Regions from separate parts of the Mus musculus genome. Here regions 2 and 3 are each linked to region 1. Evidence: chromatin contacts called from public Hi-C data. All regions are on one chromosome and are shown on one strand. Each heading gives the region's core, a stretch centred on a gene start, on an enhancer-like site or on the middle of the called end of the contact. The rest is flanking DNA. Distances are from core to core; before and after follow the strand shown.

The links. Hi-C and Micro-C count contacts between places; a contact is called where the count stands out from the background.
Region 2: a contact with region 1 is called in a Hi-C map of the N1E-115 cell line, with 5 times the contacts expected there. The contact joins two enhancer-like sites. A contact is called at or near these places in 1 of 15 datasets of contacts at CTCF or cohesin (the NIH/3T3 cell line), 2 of 484 Hi-C or Micro-C datasets (the N1E-115 cell line and embryonic stem cells) and 6 of 115 datasets of contacts at active chromatin or transcription factors (astrocytes, embryonic forebrain, embryonic stem cells and 2 more).
Region 3: a Hi-C map of the N1E-115 cell line shows a contact between it and region 1, with 11 times the contacts expected there. The contact joins two enhancer-like sites. A contact is called at or near these places in 1 of 15 datasets of contacts at CTCF or cohesin (the NIH/3T3 cell line), 1 of 484 Hi-C or Micro-C datasets (the N1E-115 cell line), 2 of 115 datasets of contacts at active chromatin or transcription factors (large pre-B cells and oligodendrocyte precursor cells) and 1 of 9 other capture datasets (embryonic tail).

The regions. Positions count from the first base shown.
Region 1 is chr1:86,499,182-86,503,800 of GRCm38.p6, forward strand. No RefSeq gene overlaps it. Among named protein-coding and RNA genes, the nearest start is that of Ptma, 25 kb to the right of the region's middle. Within about 2 kb of position 2,605, at least 160 of the 459 cell types and tissues checked have an H3K27ac peak or open chromatin away from gene starts, as enhancers often do. A contact at or near this core is called in the N1E-115 cell line, the NIH/3T3 cell line, oligodendrocyte precursor cells and 1 more, where this site is marked.
Region 2 is chr1:87,173,889-87,178,507 of GRCm38.p6, forward strand. No RefSeq gene overlaps it. Among named protein-coding and RNA genes, the nearest start is that of Prss56, 7.1 kb to the right of the region's middle. Within about 2 kb of position 2,078, at least 133 of the 459 cell types and tissues checked have an H3K27ac peak or open chromatin away from gene starts, as enhancers often do. A contact at or near this core is called in the N1E-115 cell line, the NIH/3T3 cell line and pancreatic cancer cells, where this site is marked.
Region 3 is chr1:87,033,577-87,038,195 of GRCm38.p6, forward strand. All of the region lies in intron 14 of Dis3l2 (DIS3 like 3'-5' exoribonuclease 2), which reads left to right. Among named protein-coding and RNA genes, the nearest start is that of Gm28375, 32 kb to the right of the region's middle. Within about 2 kb of position 2,150, at least 179 of the 459 cell types and tissues checked have an H3K27ac peak or open chromatin away from gene starts, as enhancers often do. A contact at or near this core is called in the N1E-115 cell line and oligodendrocyte precursor cells, where this site is marked.

The DNA of each region.
Region 1 (4,619 bases), core at 1,355-3,854:
AAGGCAGGTTGTAAGGGACCCCTTCAGGCAGGGCTGGTGATGTTGGGCTCTGCTCCACCCCTCTACCATCCCCACTCAAGGGCACCTGACTCTAACCTCCATGTTGTCTGATGCTTGTTGTCAACCTGCAGCCACCCAGATCCCTCTTGTGTTGAGTAATAGAGGTGCCTCTCACTTGTCTCAGTAACTTCTCTCATAGCCACCCCATAAAGGTGATGTCAGCCATAATCTCTCCATTGCTCTCCATTCTTAGGACACCTGGCCTTTTTTTTTTTTTGAAATGGTGTTTGGGATAGAAAATCCAGGGCCTTGCACATGCTAGGCAAGCCCTCTACCTGGGTCCTGTTTTGTTTTGTTTTGTTTTGTTTTGTTTTGTTTTGTTTTGAGACTGGGTCTCATGTTGTCCAAGCTGACCTCATACTATGTAGCTGAAGATGACCTTAAACTTCTGATTATCTTGCCACCACCTCCCAAATGCTGAGACTATATAGACCTGTTCTACAGGTCCAGATTATGTGGTACTAGGGAGTCAAACTCAGACCTGCATTTAAACACTTTACTAACTAAGCTGTATCTCCGGGTCTCTACCTAGGACTTTTGAGACAGGATCTTAGTGATTCCTTCAATCATCTTAATGGCAGTACAAGGCCAAAGAACCAAGGGTGAGCTCCTCAGAGCTTCAGGAATCTGGGGGTCCCAGCCTCATTGAATTTCTCTCCCTGATCACATTTAGAGGTGCTTGCTGCATGTTCTTTGTGATGCCAAGGCTCCCAAGAAAGTCACCCTTCTCAGGCCTGGTTCTTGCTAGGTATCCTCATTCAGAGTCTCGTATGTAGGGGCTGACAACAGATGGGTTCCTGTTTCCACACACCCCTCTTCCACTCCTCTGACTGAAGGGGACAGAGGGCTCCCCCAGGTGGCCAAATATGCCAAGGCTGGAAGCTGGAGAGAACTTGCTTCAGACTTCTGGCCCCTTCACTCCCCTAAGTACCTGGGCTTACCCAGAGCAGCTTGGATATTAGGAAGTCAAGTCTGTGTTTGTTGTCTGCATGGAGCAAAGGAGACAGCAACCCAGGAACTGTACATCGTTCTCAGCTCGGGAAACTGCTGCTAGTCCCAGAGCTGCAGGAATCGGTCTTATATGTGGCTATGGGTCACAGGACACAGAGACATGAGCATGGGAAGCACAGGGCAGAGCCCAGTGAGAATGGCCACGTTCAACCCAAGGCTCTCATCCTTCATTCTTATGTTTTTGGGGATTAAACCCCAGGTCTCACACATACTAGGCAAATACATTTCCACTGCACTGTATCTCTAGACCTTTTTAATGACTGTAGAGACAGGGTCTTGAATTAGTGATCCTTGTATAGTCCAGTTTTGAATCAGTGATCCTTCTGACTCAGACTCCCAAGTACCTAGGATTACTGGCCTGTACTAGCTCTAGGCTCAGCTCTTTTCCTTCCTTCCTTCCTTCCTTCCTTCCTTCCTTCCTTCCTTCCTTCCTTCCTTCCTTCTTCTATTTATTTATTTATTTTTATTCACGCTATTTTCTAGGCTGACCTGGCCTGGAATTCACTTTGTAACCCAGGCTGACCTTGAACTCCAGATCCTCTTACCTCAGCCTCCCAAGTGCTGGGATCAGAGGCATGTACCACCCACCACACCTGGCTCGACTTCCAGGAGACATGCACTCTGGTTTCTCCAACTAGCAAGTGAGGCAGCAGATAAAAGCAGTTGAACTCCTTGTCTAAGAACTCCCAGAACCTGGCTCAGGCTTCCCTTCACGGCAGCTTACTATCAATCACGGGCAAACAGACTAAACAACCAGGAGACTGGGCAGATGTCTAAACTCACAAATAAGGGCATATGCCTTGAACTCCCTATCCTGGGAGCATGTCCAGCAGGTGCCCAGGAGGAATAGAGTGTGAACAATGACAGGCCAGTCACATCTAACACATGGTACCTATGGACTGTGAGGGTAAGGGAGAAAGCCAGCCTCCGTCTGTCACCAGCAGGGGGCGGGCAAGAAGATTTAGGACTTAGGTGTTGGTCTTCCTAGACCCCCTAGAACCAATGGCAATCTATTGGATCTGTTCCAGTGACAGGCTTGCAGGCCTCATTCAGCTTCCTGGCAGGGCAGGCAGGCCTCAGCATTCTCAGACTCAGGTTCCTGCCTGGTAACAGGCTCAGAGGCTGGGGACAGACACATGGATGCTGGCTTGATCACACACAGCTCCACCCACACGAACATCTTCTGAAGGCGGAATCTGCTGCTGCCATCTGTTCCGTGCAGACACAGTTGAACACTTGGCCTCCTGTGCACGGGGAACAGTTCACACAAGTACATATGTGCACAAGTGTGCCTGTGTCACACACACACACACACACACACACACACACACACACACACACACACTAAAGGGGATCTTGGTGAAAAGGGAGGTGAAAAGCCATGCTGATCCAAGAGCCTGTAGGGCCACAGCTCTGGAATCTCCCTCCTCTAGAGTGGCAGACTGCCAGGTAACCTCCTACCTTCCCTACCCTGAGGCTGTCTTCTGAACTCAGTCTGAAGATTGCTAAGGCCTGCAATGCCCAAAATGACCACCAGGGGGCGGTTGAGCATTGAAAAAATCCGGCCAGTTCAGCCTCCATCCAAAAACCTTACTCCACTAGACATGTCTAAAAGCGCACTAACCCCAATGTTGTGACAGAGAAGGAAGGTGGAGGAGGAAAGATGGCTAGGAGGCTGAGGGAAGCACATACGTACAGACTGGAGACATTGACAGACTCGAGACCTTCATTTTAGGTATTTTGAAATAGTCTTTTTTAGTCCATCCTGGCTTCAAGGATCCTGGTCCTCCGATCTCTGCCATCTAAATGCTTGGATCACAGGAGTGCACCTCAGCGCACAGTTCAGAGCATTTTATTAGAGAAGGGACAAGATATAGTTTTCATTTCATCCTGGCTACAGTGTGTGTTAGGTAATGTTGGTGCTCAAGACATGGTTCAATAATAATCCCGTGGCACCTGGGAGGAGAGAGCCTTGAGAAGCTAGGGGAGGCAAACTGGAGGGACGTGGGGGGGGGGGGGGGGGGAAGACGGGCATTTCTGCCAGAGCTTAGAGGCGGAAGGAGAGCGGAGAGCGCTGCGGGTGGGGTAGGGGCGTGATGTGTGCAGCGTCTAGACCTGTCATCCGGGCACCCTGGAAAGAGCCCCTTCCCTCTGCCCCACCACTTAACCTAGAGGGCATGGAAATGGTGTGAGGAGCCCAAACCCCGGCTTCCTTCTGTTAGGGTTGAGGGGCTCAGGGATTATTCATGGGACTTGGCTTAGTTCTTACTGGCACCCTCTCCCTCTGAGATAGGTCAGGCGCTGAGGCCCACCCTGGCTGGCTGGCTGGCTGCTGGGCTCTGGCTCCTCGCATGCGTCTGGGCTCTGGTAACCTATGCATACTTGAGCACATTGCAGGCTTTCCCTTTAACAAAGATCCCTCCTCAGGATCCCACTTAATCTTCACAGCAGCCTGGAACACAACCCCACATCTCACTCACAGCTGAGGAACCACAGCCTTAAGGGGCTTGTGTGTGGCTAGACAGGCATACACATCTTATGCATGGAGTAGCCCTGGGGTTTAAAAAGAGCCTATTTGCTCTTACCCTCTTGCTCCCTCCCTCCCCATTCCCTTCCCCCCTCAGCACGTGGTCACGGCAAGCCTCTACTATTCTACTCTCTCCTCTGCCTCTACTAGCCTTTTAACTCCCCTCCGATGACCTGAATAAACTCTATTCTATACCAAAAAAAAAAAAAAAAAAGGCGTATTTTTTACAAATATTTACACACACACACCCACTATAGAGACCATGTTTAGAGGACAATTTCTGAGTTCTCTAACTTCATTATATGAGTGAGTCCTGGGGATCTAACTCACCAATTTGAGTCTCCCTGGCCTTCTCTTTCTTCAAGGAGTTTTGGTATAAAGTTCCTCCCCGACCGACCTCCACCCCTGCACCATCAGGCCCTTGGTGGCCAGCTGTGGAGAAACTGCCTGCCTCTAGTGGATTATGATCCCTGTACAAGAGGACTCTAGAGGACTGGTCACCAAGCCTGCAAGGTACCCTGACCTGAGTCCAGTTTTAGGTTCCTACCGGGAAGGGGGGGATGGTGTACGGGGAGAAGAGGGGAACCAGCAAGACCGGGCCCTGGGGCTCTTGAAGGATGGGGGTGGAATGGGACGTGCCTGGGCAGACGAAGTGGGGACAAAGAGGGCCCCAGCACACCTGGCGGCCTGCAGCCCGCGCCCGCCAACCCAGATTCAAAGTGGAGTAGAGGCTGTGATTGGTGGCCGGGCCCAGAGCCCCACCCCTCTCACCTCTTAAGCATCTGGGAAAGGGGAACCTTGTTGAGAAAGGCCCCTCCTCATGTTCTTAACCACTCTGCGGTGGCCTGGCTAGTAAAGGAACCTGGTTCGCTCTCCCTCGTGCCTCAAGCCTGGCTGGGGTTCTGGGGGTAGAGCTCCATCACTACTCTCGGACTTACAGGGCCATCCAGTCAGACTTCCCTGACTTGACTTTCAGACTATGGCCTCCTCCACTTCCTTGTCTTACCCTGGCCCCCACTCT
Region 2 (4,619 bases), core at 828-3,327, 670 kb after region 1:
GACCAGCTACCACTATTGATCCGTACTGCCTGTTGCCCCAGCCCAGCATATCCCAGCTTCCTGGGTGCAACCTATTTGGTGCAGTCCTCTGATGTCACATAGTCACAGCCCTTAAGACTTGTTGAACAAGGCATCGTGCCAGGATTGAGGATGCATCTCAATGGGCAGAGTGGTTGCCAGCATGCTCAAAGCCCTGGGTTCTCCGGTTCCTCATAAAACGAATGTGGTGGTGCGTAACTGTTAGCCTCAATACTCCCCGAGACAGAGGAAAACCAGAAAATGTCTCCTACAACTCAGCAAGCTGCCCTCCACCCCCGCAGAGCTACACTTGACCCGGAAGAGGGTGATTTGGGGATAAAGTCCAGTGTTGGGGTACTGGAGCGCAGAAAAGGAGTCCCAGGTCTCAAAACAGAGAAGATGCCCCCTTCTGCTGCGTAGGTCTGAAGGAGTCTCCTGAAGGGGAGGTGGCATTGAAGGAGGGGCTTCTGAAACGCACCCCACCTCCCACCTCCCGTTCTGTGTGCCTTAAGGCACAGGATTTCCCAAGCCCTCGTTATAGGTCTGCATCTCTCACAAAGAGCCACCAGGAGGCGCCCCGCGCCTACAAATCCCCCTACGGCCGCCTACAGGAGGAAGGTCTGTGGCGGGAGGATCAAAGCCTCTGAGCAACCCAGGGTCCCTGAGCCCCTCAGGGCGACCCTTTCCTTCTCCTACCCAGTGGTTCCAGGCCCGCCGCCAGGCTTCCACAGCGGAGTGGGCTACAGTGTGGCGAAGGTCCCACCACTGAGCCTGTCAGGCCAGGTTTCCACTCTTTCCCTGAGTCCCCTATCTGCGGAAGTCTCAGCCTCTTGGCAAGCACAAAGATCACTGCTGGTCAGGGTCTGGTTTGGTCCGTTCTGGTCATGGCCACAGCTGCTGAGCCTCAGCCCATCCCAGGCTTCCATGGACCAACTGTTCCCATGCTCTCTTCGTTCAGACTCATAAGATGCGTTAATGCTTAGGCCTGGGCCACCCGGGCTGGAGGTCAGAGCCTGCAAAGAGAACAGTCTCTGCAGACCAGGACTCCTGGCTTTCTTAATCTTGAGTAGAGATTCCACCTGGAAACCATCCGGGACAAACAGCTCCCGAATTTAAAAAAAAAAAAAAGTTACATTTTTAGTTGTGTTTGTTTTGTTGGCTTTTGCTTTTATCTGTGAACTTAAGTGTGTACAGGGCAGAGGACAAGTTGCAGATGTCAATTCTTTCCTTTGACCATGTAGAGCTCAGGGATTGAAGTCTGGTGCTTGGGCTTGGAGGCAGTTATGGTTATGCACTCAGCCATTTATCCAGCCCTTTAAAATGTAGGTTTGTTTGTTTGTTTGTTTGTTTTTTAAAATATTTGTAAGCTGGGTGTGGTGGGGGCTGGAGAGATGGCTCAGCCGTTAAGAGTACTGACCACTCTTCCGAAGGTCCTGAGTTCAAATCCCAGCAACCACATGGTGGCTCACAACCATCCATAATGAGATCTGACGCCCCCTCCTGGGGTGTCTGAAGACAGTGTACTTACATACAATAAATAAATAAATAAATAAATAAATATGCAGAAAGTGCTTTTTAAAAAAAAGTTGGATATGGTGGTACAGATGTGCAATCCCGACATTTGCTGTCTGAGATGGTGGCCTATGTGGCCAGCAACTTCATGGGGATTTTGCATAGGGGACACTGTTGAACCTCTAGTGACGTACGGAGGTCTGGGCTTAACTTCACTGAACAGATGTGGGGCCTGAGGTTGGAGGGACCTTAAGAGGTTTGCTGATAGACTTAACAGCTGACCAGATCCTTGATGCCCTCTTACCTCTCCCTGAGACCTTCTCTTTACTACCCCCTTCCACACACAGGCATTCAGGACCCCCCAATAGGCAGGAGATCTATTCCAGCTCCAAGCTGTTCCCATGGTGGGCTCCTCTGCATCCTTGATGGTGAGCCAGGCCGGGGCTGGCTTTAGTCTTAGGGCCAGCTCCCCTGTACAGGGTCTCTTGTAGTGCTCCACAGTGACCCTAGCGGTTGGAAGCACAGTTGCTAGATCCCCTTCCGGGAGGGAGGCCCTGCATCTGTGTTGGCTCTGTGCCTGGAGTGTCACTCTGTTCCCAGGGGCTCCTCCTCATGGCGGCTGCCAGCCTCCCTCCCTGCCTCCCATTAATCATGCGCACAGGATTTATATTCTCCAGCAATTTATTTCAGTAAATGCAATCTGGGTGTGCCTGCAGGTGGGCAGGACGCTCCGCTGCTGCCGGGCTGCTGCCGGAGTCACGCTGCCTGGCTTTATTGTCAGGGTAATGGGCATGACTCAGAAGCTAAGAGCCCTCAAGGAAGATGCTAGGCCTAGCCAGGCCCGGGAGCAGAACACCAGGGACCCAGGGACCAGCCCTACCCAACGTGGACTTGATGACCCAAAGGTTCTACTCCGTCATCTTTTCCCAGATGACTAAAGAACTGGGGGCAGAAAGGAAACTGCAGTCTCAACCCTCAGCTTGACGCTTCAAGATCCAGATTTGGGAGATAACAGGCAGGGATGGGGGGGGATCTATTTTCCTGACCCAGGCCCTCCTCTGAGCACTACCCCTCAACACTGCCAGGCCCACCCTAGAGGGATTAACCAAGTAATGCAAGCCTGCCACCCCAGTTCATCTTTCTGGGTCCTCTTGTGCCTCTTCATCTCCCTCTGCCTCTTTCTAGTCACTGGATGTTGCACCCTGTGGCTGTGGAGAAACAGCCCAAGGTCAAGCAGGAGCTAGGCTACCAGGTCCTGAGTCAGTTCCCCCCAGTTATCTGCCCATTTACAGACCCTGAAACAGAAGAGGCAGGGGGCTAGAGCGGCACTCCCTCACCCAGCCCTCTGTAGCCCCCTCCCACACTCCAGATTCCTTCAGTTCCAGGTAGGTCCTAATCTACAAGCATCTATCTCTTTCTGTGGGAGTCCCAAGACCAAGACTAAGCAGCAACAGCCCCCATCTCTCAGGTTGCCCCACCTACCAGGGCTGCCTCTAATGCTGCAGATAGTTCCTGCTGTCCCAAAGCCATTACCCAGTAAGTGTGTGTGTGTGTGTGTGTGTGTGTGTGTGTGTGTGTGTGCACGCACACAAGCACACTGGCTGCAGCAGACAAGAGCAAGAGCACATCCTTTCCAGCCTTGCTCTCTCATTGCCTCTAGGGATTTGTTGGCTTTGTGTGTTGTCCCTCAACTCTAGTCCATACCCTGGATACCCACATCTCTTGGTCCTTAGGGGCAGGGCCTGATGCTAAGCAAAAACTGGGTGTGGCCTGCAGAGGGGCCTCTGATATGTATGTATGTGTGTATGTATGTATGTATGTATGTATGTATGTATGTATGTATGCATGCATGTATGTATGTAGCCTCTCCAGCTCCATGCATAGAAACTGAAAACAACAGGAGGGATGTCTGGGTCCCACACACACACTCCCAGGAGTCCCAGACCAGCAGTCCCCATGCTCTGTCATTCTCTCCTACTCTGGAATCCGGGGACAAGATTCCCATGAGACACTGAAGAAACCTGGCAGCCCTGGGTTCTCTCTTCAACTTCCCTTCAGGACCCTAGTCCTCAGTATACTGCCTGCCATTTTCAGGCCCTGGCCCCAGGTGCCACTGCAGGTCCCTAACTCTCCATCTCCCCAGGTGCCACTGCAGCCCCCCTAACTCTCCATCTCCCCAGGTGCCACTGCAGCCCCCCTAACTCTCCATCTCCCCAGGTGCCGCTGCAGCCCCCCTAACTCTCCATGTGATACCCACTTCCTTTCTGCCAGATTCATTACTGAGGAGGAGGCGGAGCCCGGGCACCAACCCTTCCTTTCTAGAACCTTCTACCCTTGTGTAAGTGCCCCAGGAAACCCCTGCAGAGGCCAGAGAGGGCTTTAGGAGCAGGCACAATCAGATTTGCTGTCTTCTCTTCTAGGGATGACACCGGCCTTAAACAGTTGTGGGGAAGGGTTGGTGCATTATACTACCTTGAGTTTCATGGAACTGCCTTTGTCTGGTCAGCACTTGACACTAATAAATATTTGAGGATGAAATAATACATCAACAAACACTATATCATTGAGAAGATTTCTACCTCTCATACTTTAAAAACACACAGACCACACACACACACACACACACACACACTTGATGCCTTGTACTGGCCACATGCTGCCTGCTGGTTTTAAAGACTACTCCTATCCCCCAGCAATGCAGGGAAGTACAAGGAAGAAGTTTTAAAATAAAGTAAGAATGAGTCTCAGCTCCCAGGTGAAGACCCTGGGTGCTATGTGCCGGATGATGCTGGGTTCTGGATAACACTGGGTACTGGATCACGCTATATGCTGGACAACATGGTATTACACTCCTGTAGTCCTTCCAGCATATGGGAGTCAGCTAGAAGACCTGGAGTTTGAGGCTGGCCTGAGTTGCACAGTGGCACTCTGTCTTTAAAGAAAATAAATAAAAGAAAGAAAGAAATCAAGCATTATTAATATTAATGAATGGCCATTCTCAGAAATCTCATTTTGTATTGATGCAGATAGAAGTTTAGAGACAAACTGATAGAAATTAATATCGTTATAAGAAGGACTCTAACTGAAGA
Region 3 (4,619 bases), core at 900-3,399, 530 kb after region 1:
CAGAACTGTAAGGTGCTGCTGGTCTTTGTAAATAAAGAAATAATCTCTGATGAAAAGTATTTAAAGCATGGAAGTGCACACCTATAATACCCACACTCGGGAGGCAAAAACAGAAACATTGCCATAGGCTTGAAGCTCACCTGAGCTATGTAGTGTAGCAAGTTCCAGAAGATCTGGACTGTATGGTTAAGACTGTCACCACCATCATCATCATAATGAATTGTATATTATTATAATAATATTAAAAAGTATTTAGTGGCTGCTTCCTATGTCCTAGTCACTGTTCAAGGGACTGGGAGGTAAGCTGTCTGAGCTCCCCAGGTTAGTGACATTGAGCAGCTGTGACTGGCCCAAAAGAATGCAGGGACAGGAAGAACAGGAAAAAAATCACAAGTAGTCAGGTAGAGCCCCAAGCTAGGACTGCAGTAGGCAGAGCAGGAGTGAGCAAGCTCACACGGGCACCACTAAGAGCTGATCCAACCATGGTTTGTCCGTGACTGATGGCTTTGGAGCAAAGCAAGGATACAAGTAGAAGCCACACTCCAACCTAAGAGTGTCTGGCTCCAGGATGCCCTTCTCCTGAACCTTGGACTTCTGGTGAAAACTTATGGATGGTGGATCCCTAATGGTTTCCCAAGTGCTTGTCTTTCTAGGAAGCTTATTTTAAACTCCACCCCCATGCAAGGTCAGGCTATGGCTTACTCAGATACAATCGTAAATGTCAGCAAAGCCATGGAGAAGATGAAGAAGTAAGAAGGATCATCTCCCTTTTACCCTCCAAAGACTGAAGCCTGTGGACAGGGCCCTGGGCAGTTCACCCAGGGGCTTGACAACTTACACAGCTCTGACTACGTTCCTATGCCAGATGCAGTCTGTCTGCTCCTCCCATCTGTTCTGGTCTTCCCCAGAGCCTCAGACCAGCAGACAGAAATCAAGCCATGCTTGGTTCTAGATCTGTTGCAGGTGCAGTGTGCATGGTGGGAAGGGGAATGAGGCAGAGCAAGCAGCTTGAGTCACTCATGCCAGGGCTCCCTCCACTAATATCCCTCCCTAGAGATGGACTCAGGTTCCTTCCACAGCCTCTGCAGGCCTGGTCTTGTATTGCCCAGACAGAGATCACCTACTTCAGAAGGGGCACTCAGTACTTGCAGTGTCCTCTTGATTGGATGGAACCAAACAATGCTGGGACACAGGCCATCCCCCAGACCCACAGGAGCAGCTCCACCATGCAAATCTACCTCCAGCTTGAGGTGGGCTGCATAGGTAAGCTGATACACAACCCTGCTTGGTAAAGGAGAAGACAAAGTAACATTCAATACAAAAAAAAAAAAAAAAAAAAAAAAAAGAGTTTGAGGGTCTAGACCAACTAAGGCTTGGAGTTCTTTAGGGAGCAGCATTTGGATTTCATGTACCATCCCAGAGCAGGGTTCTCCAAAGAGAATAGCTTATACCTCCTTCCCACTTAACACAGCCACCCAAGGCCAGAAAACCTAGAGAAGCCAAAGCTGCAGGACTTGGTGGTGCCCCACCCAGATCTGGGCCCTGCCACATTCTGGCTCTAGTCGTCTTCTATAGCCTCTGAGACTCAGTTTCCCACTGTGCACATTAAGACCTACAGTTTTTTTCCTGGGAAAGGACTCATTGGGCTAAATGACAAAGCACACAGAGAGCTTGGCTGCACTCTCTTTTCTTCCCACCATTAGTGGCCTCACCACTCCAGGGTGGCCTTGGAAAATGGGGCCCACCCCGCCCCCCCCAGCAGCCCAAGCAAAGCACACTTTGAATAAAGCAGAGCAGCCTGAGCTCCCGGGTGACCTGGCTCCTCCTCTCCTCTCTCCTCTAGAGCTATCTCTTGCAGTTGTATGTGTATGAGAGGATCCGTGTGTTTAAAACACCCTTCTCCCTAGAACATCTTCATACCCAAATTCTAGCTTTCAAACTAAAGTTGATCCCTCCCAAAGTGAGAGGTGACTTTGGCTTCCCTGAGTTTATCCAAGCTCTGTTCTTGGTATAGGTCTTCAGGGTCAGCCTCCTCTACTTGGGTGTAAGAGGGAGCCCTGGCCTTGGCTAGGATCTGAGCAGGGCCAGAAAGCTGTTGCAGGCAGGCAGCAGCTCCCAGAGGGAATGTGCTTCTGTGTGCCTTGGCCACACCTCCTCTAACCAGTGGTTCCAGTTTCAGTGGAACTAGAGAAAGGCTCTCATGTGTGTGTGTGTGTGTGTGTGTACACATCATAAAAGAGCCAACAAGGCCCAATTACCCTTCACTGCAATGCTACACAGCACAATGCCTGGTTCTGCTTAGGGGCCAGAGCTGTTGCCCACGTGCAGGCCTGCCCCGTGCCTCTGTGTGCAGAGCTAAGCCTTGGGAAGAGCAAGGCTTCGTGGCTAGCTTTATGCTGACAAAGGGCTTTCAGTGCTGTCAAATGACTGCAAGCAGTCCCTTCCCCCTCCCTACCACAGCCACTGGGCCTCCCTTTGGCAGGGCCAGAGGGCTGCACTTGAACGCCTAGCCTCTGGAGACTTCCTTTTGAACTAGAAAAACATGGCTCAAACATGCTTCACTGCAGCAGGGCTCTGCCTGCTGAACCTATAGAAAGGCCTGGAGTAGATTCAGTCCCACAGACTAGAAAACCTGGCTCTGGCCTCACCCACAAGGCCTGTTATGTCTGGCTCCAGAGGCCTGCTCCTCTGGGGTTTTCCATGCCTGTGAACTAGGCCCCATTCATTTCCCTGCGGTTTCATGGGAACGTCCAAAATATTGAGCAGGTTGCAGGGAGCCCAGGAGGAAAGGGGTCAGTGAAAGGCCCTAGCTGTGACGTGGGGTGGCCCTGTGGTCAAGCCCTGGTGGGCGCCTTGTCAGTCTGCTGCTGCCTCTCCTCCCAGGCACCCCTTCCACTCCCCTGAAGCTTGGCCTGCAGCAGCACTCCCCTTCCCCACCCCCAGGCCTCTACTTTCCAGCTCCCTAGCCACCAGCCCCACCCTGGCCTGGCCTCAGAGGGAACTGCAACAAGATCTCTACAGTTCCCCACCCCCAGCATCCCTCAATTTAGTACTGATCAGACCACTGACTTCCCATCACGCCCCATTCCCTTGCAGTTTTCCACCACACTACACTCAATTTGGGGCTGCTGAGAGAGCAGCAGGTCTCCTGTGAGGGTGGCTGCTGTCTTCCCACCTTGGGCTGCCCAGCTATAGAGGAGAGTCATGCTCTAGCACACAACTCCTGTGAGAGCCCAGCAGCTGCCTTCACAGCTACTGGGGAGCCCAAGGGCTCCTTAAGCCAACAGTGAGGATGTACCCATGTGGGGGAAATTTGGTTTGCCGAAGAAATGAATTTGAAACTAGCTGGGAGCAATTCTTATCAAATTTCCATGTTAGCAGTTTTCACCAAGAACTAATTGAACAATCTCTGTGAGTGGCCTAATTCCATTAGCATGAGATTCCCACAAAGTTAACAAGTGCCCTAGTGGCCAAGGGCAGAGAGGCTCTTCTGTCTCACACTTGGTTTTGGTCTTTGAAGATGGATGGAGTTTCAGGTTTCAGCAACAGCCAGGCAGATGCTCACCTCTGGCCCAGTAGGCTTCAATCTCAGCAGCTCAGCTCCAGATCAACTTCAGAAGCCACTTTGCAAGTATTCAGGGTATGAAAGGGCTGATCAGACCACTGACTTCCCATCCCAAGATGAATTTCTCTTCTGGGTTAGCAGGTAAAATGGATCTGAGGGTAGAACATCCTACAGACCTCACCTCCCTTGCCAGGCAGTATTGAGAGACCAGGTACAGAGGAGTAGAAAATATGAAGGCAAAGTCTGAGGAGCATGAGTCTGGACAGGGCCTGCCCTCAGCACCACCTCCCCACCTGAGGCAAGACCCAAAGTTAGTGCCAGCATCTCACTGTTGTCCAGAAACTGAGTTCTAGGGGCAGAAACAGCAGCCACCTGGGACCTGTTCCTGTCCTTGAGCCACAGCGAGGTAGCTGTTCCTAGTGGGTATAGTACTTTCTCTTCTCTCCACTGCCCAGTGGGCTTGACAGTTCCAGGGACGGTGCTCTGGGGTTACCCATCAGCCCTGTGGCATCATGCTAGATGAGGAGCCCAGAGAATGAAGCATCTAGCTTCTTTGTCCCTGACTAGCTATAGACTGAGCAAGGGTCCTCTCTTCTTGACAGCTGCAGCATGGTGTCAGCATTGACTGCTATGAACCAGCCTTCCTATAGGTAGCATGGTCAGGACAGAGGTTGCAGACCTACCTACAAGGCCCTTCCTTAACCTGCTCTACAATGAGACATAAGCCAGTGACTCTTCCCTTCCCCTCCTCTGGGCCTGCTGGATGGCTTCCTGCGGGCTCTCTCAGGGCATGAGCCCTTGCCTCCTAGAATACCTTCGACTTGTCTAAAACTAGTCATAAGGCCCTGGCTCCTTCCTTCTGTCACTGACTCACCAAAACTCAATGGAGCATTGCCTGCACTTGACCTATCACCCCTTCCCTGTTTTTCTAAACCAGATTCCCCAGCCCTACCACCCTGGTGGTTTGCCTCAACTTGCCAGCCTCAGGGGCCTTTTCTTACCCTTTCCTCTGCCTCTGCAGCACTTCTCACAGGGCAGCCTGCTACAGCTCCTC